2 separate regions of the Mus musculus genome follow, and region 1 is linked to region 2. Evidence: chromatin contacts called from public HiChIP or PLAC-seq data. All regions are on one chromosome and are shown on one strand. The core of a region is the stretch at or near the end of the contact, and the rest is flanking DNA. Distances in the headings are between cores, read along the strand shown. Region 1 holds the start of Ism2 (isthmin 2). Region 2 holds the start of Vipas39 (VPS33B interacting protein, apical-basolateral polarity regulator, spe-39 homolog).

Region 1 (6,156 bases), core at 1,323-3,822, 33 kb after region 2:
TAACTGGCTAGCGCCCCCCCTCCCCCCTTTTGAGACAGGACTTCTCTGTGTAGCCCTGGCTGTCCTGGCACTCACTCTATAGACCAGGCTGGCCTCGAACTCAGAAATCTGCCTGTCTCTGCCTCCCAAGTGCTGGGATTAAAGGCGTGTGCCACCACTGCCAGGCAAGCTCCCTTTTTTAAGTGTGAAGAAAGTAGCTAAGTCATACGCTTAGTGACAATCTGGGTCAGCCCCATAGGCCCTGAGCATCAAGTTTATTTTTTAATTTCAGGCACTAATTTGTGTTTATGTTTTTTGCTATTGTTTTGAGGCAAGGTTTCACTATGTAGCCCTAGCTAGCCTGGGACCCAAAGATATCTGCCTGTCTCTGCCTCCTGAGCGCTTTGATTAAAGGTGTGTGCCCCTGTGTCCAGCTATGTTTAGATAATTTTTTTAGGGTTCAGCCAGGTTCTCAGCCAAGTTCCATCCTGGGCCTAAGGACACAATTCTGACTCTAAAGTAACTTTTTCTCTCATACTAAAACATACTAAAAATAATTACAACACACAGTGACGAGTGCTAAAATAAATATTAATGCCAAGTGAACAGAAATGAAGTCAATTTTTTTTTTTTTTTTTTTTTTTTTTTGGGTGTTTGGGTGGTTGTTTGGTTTTTCGAGACAGGGCTTCTCTGTATAGCCCTGGCTGTCCTGGAACTCACTTTGTAGACCAGGCTGGCTTCGAACTCAGAAATCCGCCTGGCTCTGCCCCCCCCCCCCCCCCCCCAGTGCTGGGATTAAAGGCGTGTGCCACCTCAAACTTGGTGTAGTTGACAGTGACCTCGTGCTTCTTGTCCTTATGCCTAAATCTCCCCAGTGCTGGGATTACAAGCCTGTGTCACCATGCCCTACCAAACCAATTTAATTTGACCACTATCATTATCCTTAGGTTAGCAGCTAGACTCTGATTTTTGGGTGTTTGTTTTGTCGTTGTTGCTATGGTAGTTGTTTCTAGTTATTTCATTGTTTTGTTTTGTTTTGTTTTCCTTTTTCTTTGAGACAAATGTGGCTATGTAGCTCAGACTAGCCCCAGATCCTACATGGCACATATTGGATGGCCTCGAACAAGGTGTCTTGCTTCAAATGCCTGAATGCTAGAAATCCAGGTACATCCAGGTCAGAAATCCCTGTATTTGTCCATGTCCGTGTTTCTCAACAATGGCCAAGTAGATGTGTGCCCCTCAGGAAACATCTGGCAGCATCTGGCCCTATGGCAGTGCCTAGGAACAGTGATAGGCTTCTTGCAAAGCAAGAGACAGCTGCCCCCAGGACTACAAATTCCAGGCCCCAGAATGAAGGCAGCCCTATTACAGCCCTATAATTAACAGGATACATTCCTACTGGGGAAAGCTGGGAACTTGAGGAGAAAAAAAAATGTCTTAGAGGTGACAATGGTTTGTGATATTTAAGGGATGTAAACTTAAGGGAGCCTTCCCATCCTCTGAAGGGCTCTGGGAGTCTGGGCTCTAACAATATAGCCCAAACTCCGGTCCAAGTCATGCATTTAGCATCTCTTGTTTCCTATAGGTCCTGGCCCCTCAGTTTCCCCATTTCGGAAATAGGAGTCTTCCTCCAGAACAGCTCCAGGCAAGAAGAGCCCATCAGCTGGGCAGTGGTGACACACGCCTTTAATCCCTTCACTTGGGAGGCAGAGGCAGGTGGATTTCTGAGTTTGAGGCCAGCCTGGTCTACAGAGTGAGTTCCAGGACAGCTAGGGCTACATAGAGAAACCCTGTCTCGAAAAGAAGGAGGAGGAGGAGGACTACACATCAGGCTGGCTCTTGCATTACAAACAAGCCTCCATGGAAATGGGGACAGGAACGGGGAATAGCCACTAAAACTGTGAAAGGAGAGCATAAGGCTAGACCGCAGTGATTGGTGACTGAAACACTGTTTCTAACACAGCCAGCACTCTTTCGCCATGCTCTTCTATCTCAGGACACACATTCTTTGAAGAAATGCTGGCTGACAGCCTACACCCAGCAAGGTGCAGAACGCCCTTAACTCCCTCAGCCTGCCTCAACTCCCAATGGAAAACTCGAATCCTTGGTTGGTTAGTATTTAGGGGCTGCTTCAAGAGAATCACTTAGCCCAAGTCGGTAGCCCCAGGCCACCACTCCACAGAGCCCTGGAATCTCCTCTCTCCGCTCCAGGGTGGCTTTTCAGGGGTGTGCTGCTGCAGGTGATGTTCGCTCAGGGCGAGGAAGGGGTGGGTAGGACCCAAGAAGCCGGGCCACCGCGGAGCAGGCACCACAGTCAACTTTTCCCTCTGCAGCCAGTACGTTACGGCGCCACCAGGGCTCGCGGCCACGCGTGGAGAGTGTAAACTCCTGCGGGCTCAGTGCTCCTGGCCATCGTCCAGTGCCCACCCTGCTCCGTCCCTCCAGTCCCGCTCATCACTCACCTCCGCCATCCTCGAGTGGCCGTGGGGCCCGGGACCTCGCTTCCTCAGTGGGAGCCCTCGGCCAGTGGCCAGCAGGGCGGCCAGCAGCATCAAGGCGCGCGGGAACCGTGCTCGGCTGGGCGGTGGCCGCATCGTGTCCCTTCCAGGCTGCTCTGCCAGAGCCGCGGGGCTCGGGAGCGCGTTCGCGCCCCGCCTCGCCTCCTCCTGGGGCGGGAGCGCGGGCTGCGGCGCAGGCTCCGTCCAGTCGCGCGGGGACCTCGCGAGGAGCGGCGGGAGCGCGCGCTCGGGTGCGCGCCGCCGGTGAGCAGGGGTCTGCGAGCGAGGTCAGTGGCCCCATGTCTCTCTACCCCCCTTCGCCCTCCCCAAGGGGCCCCTCGGCGCTCGGGGACTCGTCCGGGCTCCGCGGGGCGGCTCCTTTGATCTGGCGGCCACCCCGCCCTCAGTCCCCGCCACTGTCGCCGTCGCGGCCCCAAGCGAATTCCTGTCCCGGGAAAGTTGCGGTCCCACGAGGGGCTGCTGAGGGGCGAGAAGGCTGCGGCGCCACAGGAGCGCTCCTCGACAGCGCGGGCGACAGCCTCCCAAACTAGCCCGGGCCTCACAGGCAGGGACGCGCGACTGACCGGCGGCGAGCGGTGGGAGACTTTGGAACTTAGGCAAAAGTGTGCGTGCAGCCAGGTAGGTTTGCGAGGGACTTTGGAAGTTCAACAGCGTCGCCTGGGATGAGGAGCCCGCCGCCACATTGCGGTCCCAGCTCCCGATCCCCTTTCAGCTTTTAGGACTGTCAGACCCAGGAGACCACACAAGCCACAGTCCCAGAACAGCGGGTGTGCTGTGGTGGGGTAAGCCTGAGTGCAGGGGTCGGAGGATCCGTCCTGCAGCTGGTGTCGCTGATCCTTAGGACAGCCCAGCCCTTTCGGCCAGACCTTCGGGTTGGATCTTCACAGTAAGCCACTCACTGAACGGCGACCTTTGGGCAACTAGAATTCCGGAGCAGTGGCTTAGACCAGGTGGTAGGATGAGAATAGGAGAGAATGAAATCAAGGTGATACCTACCTGGGATGGCGGGAGGAGGGAGCCTGGAAGCGAACCTGGGGGCAGTGGAGAGGGTGGCTATTATGACCAAGCTGTGGTCTACGACTGCTCAGGGGTGCCTGAAGTAGAGTGGAAATCTCAGAGCTGCGCTGGGTTTTGTTTTGTTTTGCTTTTACTTGGTCTTGTTTTGAAATTACCCCTGCTCTCCACAGCAGCAGAATTGAATGGTGACGCATTGCATTGGGTGACAGCCTGCTTGTGGGGTCCTGTCAAAGGGGTTGAATATTGGCAGTTTCGCATGATCCAAATTAAGAAGATGGCTGCCTGGTACGTGATAAACACCGAGAACAGAATTTTAGCCAGGGAGCGGCTTCTAAATTAAGCTGAATTCACCGGACTAAAGGTTAAGCTTTACATTTAAAAAAAAAAGTTTATTTATTTTATGTATATGCGTATACTGTCGATGTCTTCAGACACACAACAGAGGAAGACACTGGATCCCATTACAGATGGTTGTGAGCCACCATGTGGTTGCTGGGAATTGAACTCCGGATCTCTGGAAGAGCAGCCACTGAGCCATCTCTCCAGCCCCCTCTTTTTTTTTTTTTTCTTTTTGGTATAAATATTTTCACATCTACCGCCAATATTTTAGCCATACTTTTGACACTTTTTACCAGATTAAAAGTGACTTTGAAGATAATGAGCTTGTTGGGCATTCATTCATTCATTCATTCATTCTGTTTCCATGTCAATAACTGCTACTCCACTCCAAGCCACGCCCTCTCCTCTCCAAGCTACGCCCCCTAGTCTGGACTGTCTGAATACCCAAACGGGCTCTGTTGGACCCACTTCTGACCTCATATCACTCCCACCATTCACTGCCATGAAACTTATATCTTTTCTAATTTTGACCAATTTCATTAAGGCACAGTTCAAATGTCATAAACCATATCCATTTTTTAGGGGTTGGAGTGGCTAGTCAGTGGTTAAGAGTGCTGGCGGTCTTTACCAACACCCACAGTTGTAGTGGTTTATTTTTTAAAATTTTGTTTATTCATTTAATTTTTGAGATAGGGTCCCACTATGTAGCTCTGGCTGTCCTGGAACTCACAGATACACTCCTCCTCCCTACTCTATACCTCTAGTGCAAAGATTGAAGGCATTGGTCACCATGCCTGGGTCTACAGTGGATCGAGTGAGATTGGTTCCCATAAACACCTTTGAATAGTTGGCCCTCAGTTGGTGGAACTGTTTGGGAAGAATTGGGAAGAGTTAGTCTTTGAGATTTCAAAAGATTCAAGGCTTTCCCAGTGTGTTCTCAGATTCCTGTTTGTGGGTTGGGATGTGATCTCTCAGTGGCTGCTGCAGCACCAAGCCGGCCTGTGTTCTGCTATGTGCCCCGCCAGGATGGTGATGCACTCTTATCCCTCTGAAACTGCAAGCTCCAAATAAACTCTTCTATAAGTTGGCTATGGTATTTGATCACAGCAACAGAAAATTAACTAATACAACCATCTGGAAGTCCAATCTTAGGAAATCTGGTACCCACTTCTGGCCTTAGATGGGCACTAGGCGTGCACGGGGTACACAGACATACATGCAGGCAAATGGATAAAATTTAAAGCAATTATCCATTTTAACTGTATGACTCAGTGAGTTTTAATAAACGTATAGATTTATGTGGGCCAGTGAGATGGCTCAGCTGGTAAAGGCACTTGCTGTCAACCACCTGAGTTCCATGCCTGGAATCCATGTATCCAAAGGAGACAACCAACTCCCATAAATTGTCCTCTGACATCTACCCATGCCCCAAGTAACATGGATGTGTGTGTTTTTAAAATGTGACCATAGCTGAGGCATAGAACCTCTTGATTTTTCTCTGGGCTATATGAAGAAAAAAAAAAAATACATGAGAATTCTGAAGGGACAAAAATTTGTGAGAAACCCTGCACTGTCCACTGGCAGTTTATCCTTACTGTTCTTCTCGTGACCCAATATTAGTCTTCCATTGTCTTTGAGCTATACTGCTACATGTTGTAATCAATAATAAAGAAAAAATGACTTGTCTGTGGGAAAGTTAATTCTGTCTTGTCTCATAGAAATTCAGTTGCTGTCTACCTGAAGTACAGAAGAAATCAGTCCTGCCTTCATTTTTCTAATACTGCTTATTAGAAATAAGCAAATTTCTTCCATATCTTACTTCCTCATTAACGAGTTAGACTCTTATTTATTTACTTATTTATTTAATGTATATGAATACACTGTAGCTGTACAGACGGTTGTGAGCCTCCATGTGGTTGTTGGGAATTGAATTTTTAGGACCTCTGCTTGCTCTGGTTGGCCCCTGTTCACTCCAGTCAACTCTGCTCGCTCAGTCCTGCTTACTCCAGCGGCCTAAAGATTTATTTATTATTTTACATACGTACACTATAGCTGATTTCAGATGCACCAGAAAGGAGCATCAGATCTCATTACAGATGGTTGTGAGCCACCATGCTGTTGCTGGGATTTGAACTCAGGACCTCCGGAGCCATCTCTCCAGCCCCCAAGTGAGACTCTTTGCATGTGTTTTATTTGTATAAGGAAATCACCATGCTGGAAAGGACAGTAGTGGCACACGCCTTTAATCCCAGCACTTAGGGGGTAGGGGCAGGCAGATCTGTGGGTTCAAGGGCAGCTTGGT
Region 2 (7,101 bases), core at 3,025-5,524:
AAACTGACTTCTGCAAACTCTTCTTTGGCCTTCACATACAAGCAATGGCACACGTTCACCTCACACATAAATAAATACAATAAAAATTCCTTAAAAGGAAGTGCTGGAGAGATGGCTCGGGGGTTAGGAGCGCTGACTGCTCTTCCAGAGGTCCTGAGTTCAATTCCCAGCAACCACATGGTGGCTCACAACCATCTGTAATGGGGTCCGATGCCCTCTTCTGGTGCGTCTGAAGAGAACAATGGTGTACTCATAAACATAAAATAAATAAAGTCTTTTTAAAAAGTAAAGAAAAAGAAAAAGTAAAAAAGGAGGCAGAGGCAGAAATATCAAAAGTTCAAGGTCTTCATACACTACCAATTTTGAGGCTAGTCTTGGCTACAGGAGACCCTGTTTTAACAACATCAAAAAAAGTAAATAGTACTAACAACAATGATAAATTATACCACATGAATAAAATATTTTGTCTTTTTCTTTTTAAAGTAAAAGTAAGGATAAAGTTAGTTTTTAAGGGTTTCTTTTCAATGAAGGTTGCTATAGTTTGTATCAATTTCTAATTTTAATTTATTATCATGTATGCATGCGTGTATCATGTGGATGTACAAGTGTGCCCATTCCACTGCACAAGAGGGGAGGCCACAGGTAGTGCTGGCTAGTTTTAAGTCAATTTGACAAAAGCTAGAGGTGCTTGGGAAAGGAAACCTCAATTGAGAAAATGTCCTCACCACACTGGCCTGTGGGCAGCACTACCCCTCTGAGCTGGTGGTCCTGGGTGCTATAAGAAAGCAGGATGAGCAAGCCAGGAAGCAGCACTTCTCTGCTTCAGTTTCTGCTTCTAGGTGCCTGCCCTGACTTCCCTCAGTGATGGAATGGAACCAGAGTCATAAGATGAAATAAACCACTTCCTCCCCAAATCCCTGTTGGTCATCATATTTGTCTCAGCAACAGAAACCTAAGTAAGCAAGACAACTTTCTGGAGTCTGTTCAGGAGACTAAATCCAGATCACCAGGATCATGGCAAGAACCTTTATTGGTGAGCCATTTCACAGGCCACTATATAGTCTGGATTTGGAATGTCCCCCAAAGGGCTGTATGTTTAAAATTCAGGCTTCAGGGTAGCCCTAGGAGGAGGCAGTAGAACCTGAGAAGTGGAGCCCAGTAGGAGCTTCTTGGGCCATGGGAAGGGTATTTTTAAAGGAGACTGTGGGACCCTGCCATGTCCTACTCCTCTTTGCTTTCTGGACACACGGTAAACTGTTTTGTTCTATCATGTGAATGCACCAAGAAGTGCTATTTATCCCAGGTCCAAAACAACAGGGCTAATCAACCACAATCTAGAACCTTAAAAACAGAGCCAAAGCCGGGCGGTGGTGGTGCACGCCTTTGATCCCAGCACTTGGGAGGCAGAGGCAGGCAGATTTCTGAGTTCCAGGACAGCCTGGTCTACAAAGTGAGTTCCAGGACAACCAGGGCTATACAGAGAAACCCTGTATCGAAAAACAAAAACAAAACAAAAAACAAAACAAAAAAACAAACAAACAAAACAGAGCCAAAAGAGGGAGTGGGTGGGTTGGGGAGCAGGGCCGGGGGAGGGTATGGGGACTTTAGGAGAGGAAACTAGGAAAGGGGATATTTGAAATGTAAATAAAGAAAATATCTAATAACAAACAAACAAACAAACAAACAAACAAACAAAACAGAGCCAAAGTAAGGCTTTTCTCTGGACCAGTTGATTACCTTGGGTATTTCAGATAATGATAAAAATCTGACTGATACACAGGCTCTTCTGAAGATCTGACCTAACATTACGAGCCTACTGGAGATGAGAAGAAACTTTTCGAGACGCATCCAAGAGTATGGTATGACCCTTACTTAACACTTGTGGAAACCTACCTGTGAGAGCTCATCATCTTCATCATCAAAAGTGAAAGCCTTGAACTTGGAGCTGTTCCAATATTCCTCCTCATCACCTTTTGTCCGGTTCATCTGGAGGGAAAGGAAGACAGGTGCAGTCTCTCAAAAAAAGTGTTCCACTACAAACAGTTCCCAGAAATAAGGGACGTAGAAAGGAATCTGTAAAGTACCTGCCATGCTAAGTCAGATCCTTGGGTTTCCAGCTTATCAGATCATGTTAGATATTCCAATTAGCCACAAACATTCATTCCTAGAACCTCTACTGTATTCAAGTACTCAGATGTTATAGTAACTATGAAAAGTGCAAGTTATAGTCTCCCTTCTGAAGGATCTCATTAGAACTAGGGTACCAAAACAAAGGGGATACTATTCGAGAGGCAAATGTTGTAAGGATTCATCATAATTTTGCTGAACACACAAAAATCAGCCAACACTCACCCCAAACAGAATAAGCAAATTCATGTATTATCATATATTTAGGGAGTGCCACCTCTGAGTTGTGCTTCTAAGCTCTGGGAACACTACAGCTGACTACAGCCAACAAATGTCCCTCTCTTCCAGTATGTTCTTTAAATGCCTGACATAAAAGAAAGGAAAGCAATTAAAAGCAGAATTATCTTGCCTGTATCATCAACTCATGATCATTTTATGAATCATTTGGCTAATTATGGGGCCAACTTCTGAGATCATGACCAAGAAAATATATATTAGCTAAAAGATCCCACATTATTCTCATGACTGCTCCAAAGTTAGGTATTGTTCTGCAAAACAAAACACGTTTTTCAAATTAAGCTGTGGAAGAGTAAAAATTGTAGTTTAACCCAATAAGTACCAAGATTTCCACAGCACCTGGCCACTTACTGGGCCTTGAAGTCAAAAGGTAAATGGCTCATTTCTAAGCCTTGGAGAAATGCAATCTTGCCTTACTGGCTAATAGTGAAGGATAAATAGTGTTAGAAAGCCTAACAAAGTGCTTGGCAGAAAATAAACATGTAAGGTTACATCCCGTTAGTATTTGATATAGCAGTTAGTCTGCCACTAGATAATATATGCAAAGTGTTTACCTAATCTTAATGCTACCTTAGATAAAACAAGAGAATTTTGTTTTCTGCAGTTCTGGGAACTGAGCTTCGGGCCTCCCACGTTTTAGACAAGCACTCTACCACTGAACTATATTCCCAGCCTCCAAAATTTTTGTAAAAAGCAATCTTAAATATTAAAAGAAATTCTAAACCAGGCCACAAATCATGAAGATGTGTACAGAACATAAACATGTCTCTAACATGTGTGCAAATTCATAAATAACTGTCATTCATTTGTCATTCACAACGATCCTGAAAGGTAAGCCTGGGAGATTCCCACCGACCAGGGGAACAAAGCTCAGAAGCAGTAAACATCACAACTTTACTAAATCACTTCTACTCCAAACTACAATCCAGGGTTTTTGGATCCTAGACTCTTTCTTTTCTTTTTTCACTTTTGGGAAAACTAGACAGATCTTTACAATGGTAACTAGAAATAGGTAGAGAATATGTCTAACAAACTTAGTACTTCACCAAGAATTCTTAAGACTCTTTTTACAGTAGTGGATACATTGTATTTCGAGTGACAAAAGAGACCGTGATTTACGTGGTAAGTAAAATGGTAACAATTTATAACTCTAAGAATGCTCAAAGGAAAGCGGGCTTCAACGTGATTTAAAATGCTTCCGAGATTTGATCTTATCGTCACCTGTACACTGACAGTCTGACATGGATAGGGGGACAGATGCGAGAGGACGGGAACACGACATAGGGAAAACAGGACCCGTTTAAAACACAAAACAAAACAAAACCAAAAACCAAAACCCTACAACCAAGAGGTTCCTTGCCTCAGGGTACTGTAGAAACCAGCTACTGGAAGTTAAGCTAGGTTTTTAAGGCGATGTTTGAGAACAAAGACCTGAGAGATTGGATTACAGGAGCAAGGTCCAGGAAACCACGCATCTACCACAAACACCAGAGCCTAGAGGGTGCCTGAGAAGACATATTCAGAACCAAATGTTGAGTAAGCTGCTTTGAGGCTTGCTGGAAAGCCCCATCTCGGAGCTCCCAAGAGTGGTCCCGACAGAAGAAGGTCGGAGTGAGAGTGTAAGGATGCCTCAGAAAAGACAGGGAAAGAAAAGGGTGCGGAGAGGGTGGGTTCACCTAGACACGAGGCCTAGACAGGGGCTTGGGACACCCTCACCTCTTCCACACCGAGCGCTCCTTCTCAGGACAGCGCCAGGCTCAGCCGCTGGACCAGCCTTTCTAAACAGGCTGTGAGGCATAGAGAAGAGCAGAAGGGGACAGCGGAGAAGAGTCTGAAGAAGGTGAAAGGAATACCCGCAAAGCATCCTGGAAGTTGTAGTTCCATAACCTCTATCATTCTTTCGTCCTCCCTGCGGGCCGCGAGGCTTCTGGACTAGCATTCCCAGAAATACTAGCGCATAGTGCTAGGTCATTTCCTTTACTTTCAGCATGACCTTCCGCAGTTATCGGAAGGGTTGGTTTAAAGACTACAACTCCCATCAGGCTCAGCAAGGTCGGTTTAGGGCCCAAGGAGACAATGAGAGGAATATTTTGTGTCCTAGCCGGTGGGGATTAGGATCTTGAGGGCCTAGACTTAAGAGCTTTTAAGATAAACTGAGAGAGCTGGAAGGAACGCCAGAAGTTACGGAACCTACGGCTCGGCGAGCTGGAACGGAAGTACCCGGTAAGAGCGAGGAGGAGCCGGAAGTTAAGGCTGGGAGGGGGTTGGGGTGGAGGGAAAAGCAAGCCAGGAGGTGCTGTGCTGCTTCTAGTAGTTTCCAGGCGCTGCCAGGCGGCTGGGACCGAGCGGTCCTCAGGCTGTGGCTGCGGCTGCTTGGGAGCTGGTAGCGGTGCGATAAGTGAGCTGATGGCCAAGTGGGGTGAGGGAGACCCACGCTGGATCGTGGAGGAGCGGGCGGACGCCACCAACGTCAACAACTGGCACTGGTATGGGCCAGCAAGACAGGCCGCAGGAGCACTGTTAACAGGCTAGGGGTTGGAGGTGTCTGGGACCTTGGCGAGTACGGGACCCAAGTAACCCTGGCCTGGGGTTGGGCGTGAGTCCTTTCTGTAGCAGGGGTCCCCTCCATCCCTCGCCACCATCACAGTCTTAGGGGCGATGGGTTCGACATGGACTGCTGAGTCCCCAAGGAGGAATTTCAGAGCGAGAACAGAGTGCCCTAGTTGCTGCATCCAGCCTGAGCCGGGTGATACTTCCTACACGTGGCCGCAGGCGTCCTTGAGATCCAGACCCCTGCCGATTGTGTTGGGAGTCTGCTGGGGAATTCGAGAGCTCCAGGCGCGGTAGTTGTTGGTTTGCGGGTTACAGTGAAAGCAAAAGTCATAGGGGACTACTGCCTCAGTCCAGCGTGAGAAGCTTTGGAACGTGATCTGCAGGGCACTTGGAGCTTCGGGATGCTGAACGCAATGCAGTCTCCTACCCGGAACTGTTAAGTTCTGTTGTAACAACTCCAGGTTGCCCGGCAGTCATGATTTTACAGCCTAACCGGTCTTGGAAGCTGCCTCATCTCTCAGAAATCTTCTGGAAACAAAGTTATTTGGAGTGCCACTGAACTTTACAGACATTATATTTTTTTTCCTCAGTTATAGCTTTTTGATTTTTAAATAGCTGTACTAGAAGGGCAAAGAATTGATTTTTACCGTCTTTTTTTTCCCCCTTCAACCTGTCTCTTTTTAACATTCTACTTGATGTAATTTTTCTTGTGGACTTTGTGACACTGTCTAGAGGATGTAGGATGTGTAGGGCAAAGTTTGAACACTGAACGGGACACAACACTGTTAATGAGGCTAGCATTATTGTTGGTTTGTTTTGTTTTTTTAAACTGAAGTTCTTAGCAAAAATGCTTGCTTGTCTTTGCTCTCCTGACTTAAGCAGTATGGTCACATCTTTCTTCTTGGCCAAATGGGGGCGCCATTTTAACGGTCAAGGCTCATTGTGCTAAGACTGGAAAGTATTAACTTGGTTTGCACAGCACCTCTCTTTGTTGACAACTCGCCACCCCTTTGGATTCCTAAAAGTAGCATGTTTGTGGACATTCTAGGGTAGAATTGAGAGGGTTGGGTTGTTTTCTGCCTCCTTTAACCTTGCAGTCACCTGCTGAATGAAACAGTGCGTTCTCCTCTTGACTGCCAGCCCTTAGCGCTGCTTCTGTCTTGCAGGACAGAGAGAGATGCTTCAAATTGGTCCACAGAGAAACTGAAAACCCTGTTCCTGGCCGTTCGAGTAGAAAATGAAGAGGGCAAGTGCGAGGTGACCGAAGTGAACAAGCTTGATGGGGAGGCATCCATCAACAACAGGAAAGGCAAACTTATCTTCTTCTATGAGTGGACCATCAAACTGAACTGGACAGGTAAGGCCTGCCAGGCTGCCAGGGAAGAGGTTATAGCCCCGTTGCCATAGCTCTGATCCTTGCTGGAGAGGTTCTGAGCACTGACAAACTCTTGAAGAGAGAAGACGGTGTTGCTTTGAAGGCAAGCGGCATTGGGCACTCAGTGGGACGCCAAATGAATTTATCTGCTTGATCTCGTCAGTTCCATCATTTGTCTCATGAATGAATGATTTTTAAAAGGGGGGGATGTTTCTTTTAGCTTCAATCACTTTCTACTTCCAGTGCAAATCTTATATCACTGTACTATCATAGCTAATTATACATCTGATTTGGGGCTGTTTTACCATCTTATAATTTAATGTCCCTTCTGTAATACCCCTAGGGGGGAGAATTGGGCTGAATGGAATATTTCCCAAGTGAGTAGTAAAGATGAAAGTAGATAGATCTGTCTATAATTTTTGCTTTTTCAATGTATATCTGAAGTATTGTTACCTAGAAGGAACTATATATATCTTGTCTAGTCTCCTTTTTATATAATACACTGAAAAACTGAGGCGTACAGACACAGAGTGAGTTTTGTCATAGTTAACATGTACCCTAAAACTTAGTCCACTATGCAACAACAGTTACTCAATTTAGAAAGAAAAAAAAAAAAAACAACCCACAGGGTTGATAGGATAGAATTGATCAGGTACCCATTAGATGTTGTTAACACATACCTATAGTCCCACCACTTGGGAAACTGAAGATAGGAAAATGGCGGTGAACTCTAGGGGGAGAGGGAGAGA

The links. HiChIP or PLAC-seq counts read pairs in DNA pulled down with a chosen protein or histone mark.
Region 1: a contact with region 2 is called in an H3K4me3 HiChIP or PLAC-seq map of embryonic stem cells, with 89 read pairs. The contact joins the promoter of Ism2 here to the promoter of Vipas39 in region 2. A contact is called at or near these places in 13 of 39 promoter capture datasets (the 3T3-L1 cell line, 3T3-L1-derived adipocytes, the HPC-7 cell line and 9 more), 2 of 15 datasets of contacts at CTCF or cohesin (CD8 T cells and the NIH/3T3 cell line), 5 of 484 Hi-C or Micro-C datasets (CD4 T cells, embryonic fibroblasts, embryonic stem cells and 1 more), 16 of 115 datasets of contacts at active chromatin or transcription factors (the 230-238 cell line, CD8 T cells, the HPC-7 cell line and 11 more) and 4 of 9 other capture datasets (adipose tissue, embryonic stem cells, liver and 1 more).

The regions. Positions count from the first base shown.
Region 1 is chr12:87,297,133-87,303,288 of GRCm38.p6, forward strand. It overlaps Ism2 (isthmin 2), which reads right to left and starts at 2,573. Exons shown (of 6, transcript NM_001290302.1): 1 at 2,442-2,573. The coding sequence starts at 2,573. It overlaps Gm51956 (a long non-coding RNA gene), which reads left to right and starts at 1,945. Exons shown (of 4, transcript XR_003950111.1): 1 at 1,945-2,219; 2 at 2,313-3,116; 3 at 3,211-3,384; 4 at 3,686-4,173.
Region 2 is chr12:87,262,012-87,269,112 of GRCm38.p6, forward strand. It overlaps Vipas39 (VPS33B interacting protein, apical-basolateral polarity regulator, spe-39 homolog), which reads right to left and starts at 4,275. Exons shown (of 20, transcript NM_001142580.1): 1 at 4,141-4,275; 2 at 1,894-1,986. The coding sequence starts at 1,986. It overlaps Ahsa1 (AHA1, activator of heat shock protein ATPase 1), which reads left to right and starts at 4,717. Exons shown (of 9, transcript NM_146036.2): 1 at 4,717-4,910; 2 at 6,144-6,334. The coding sequence starts at 4,831.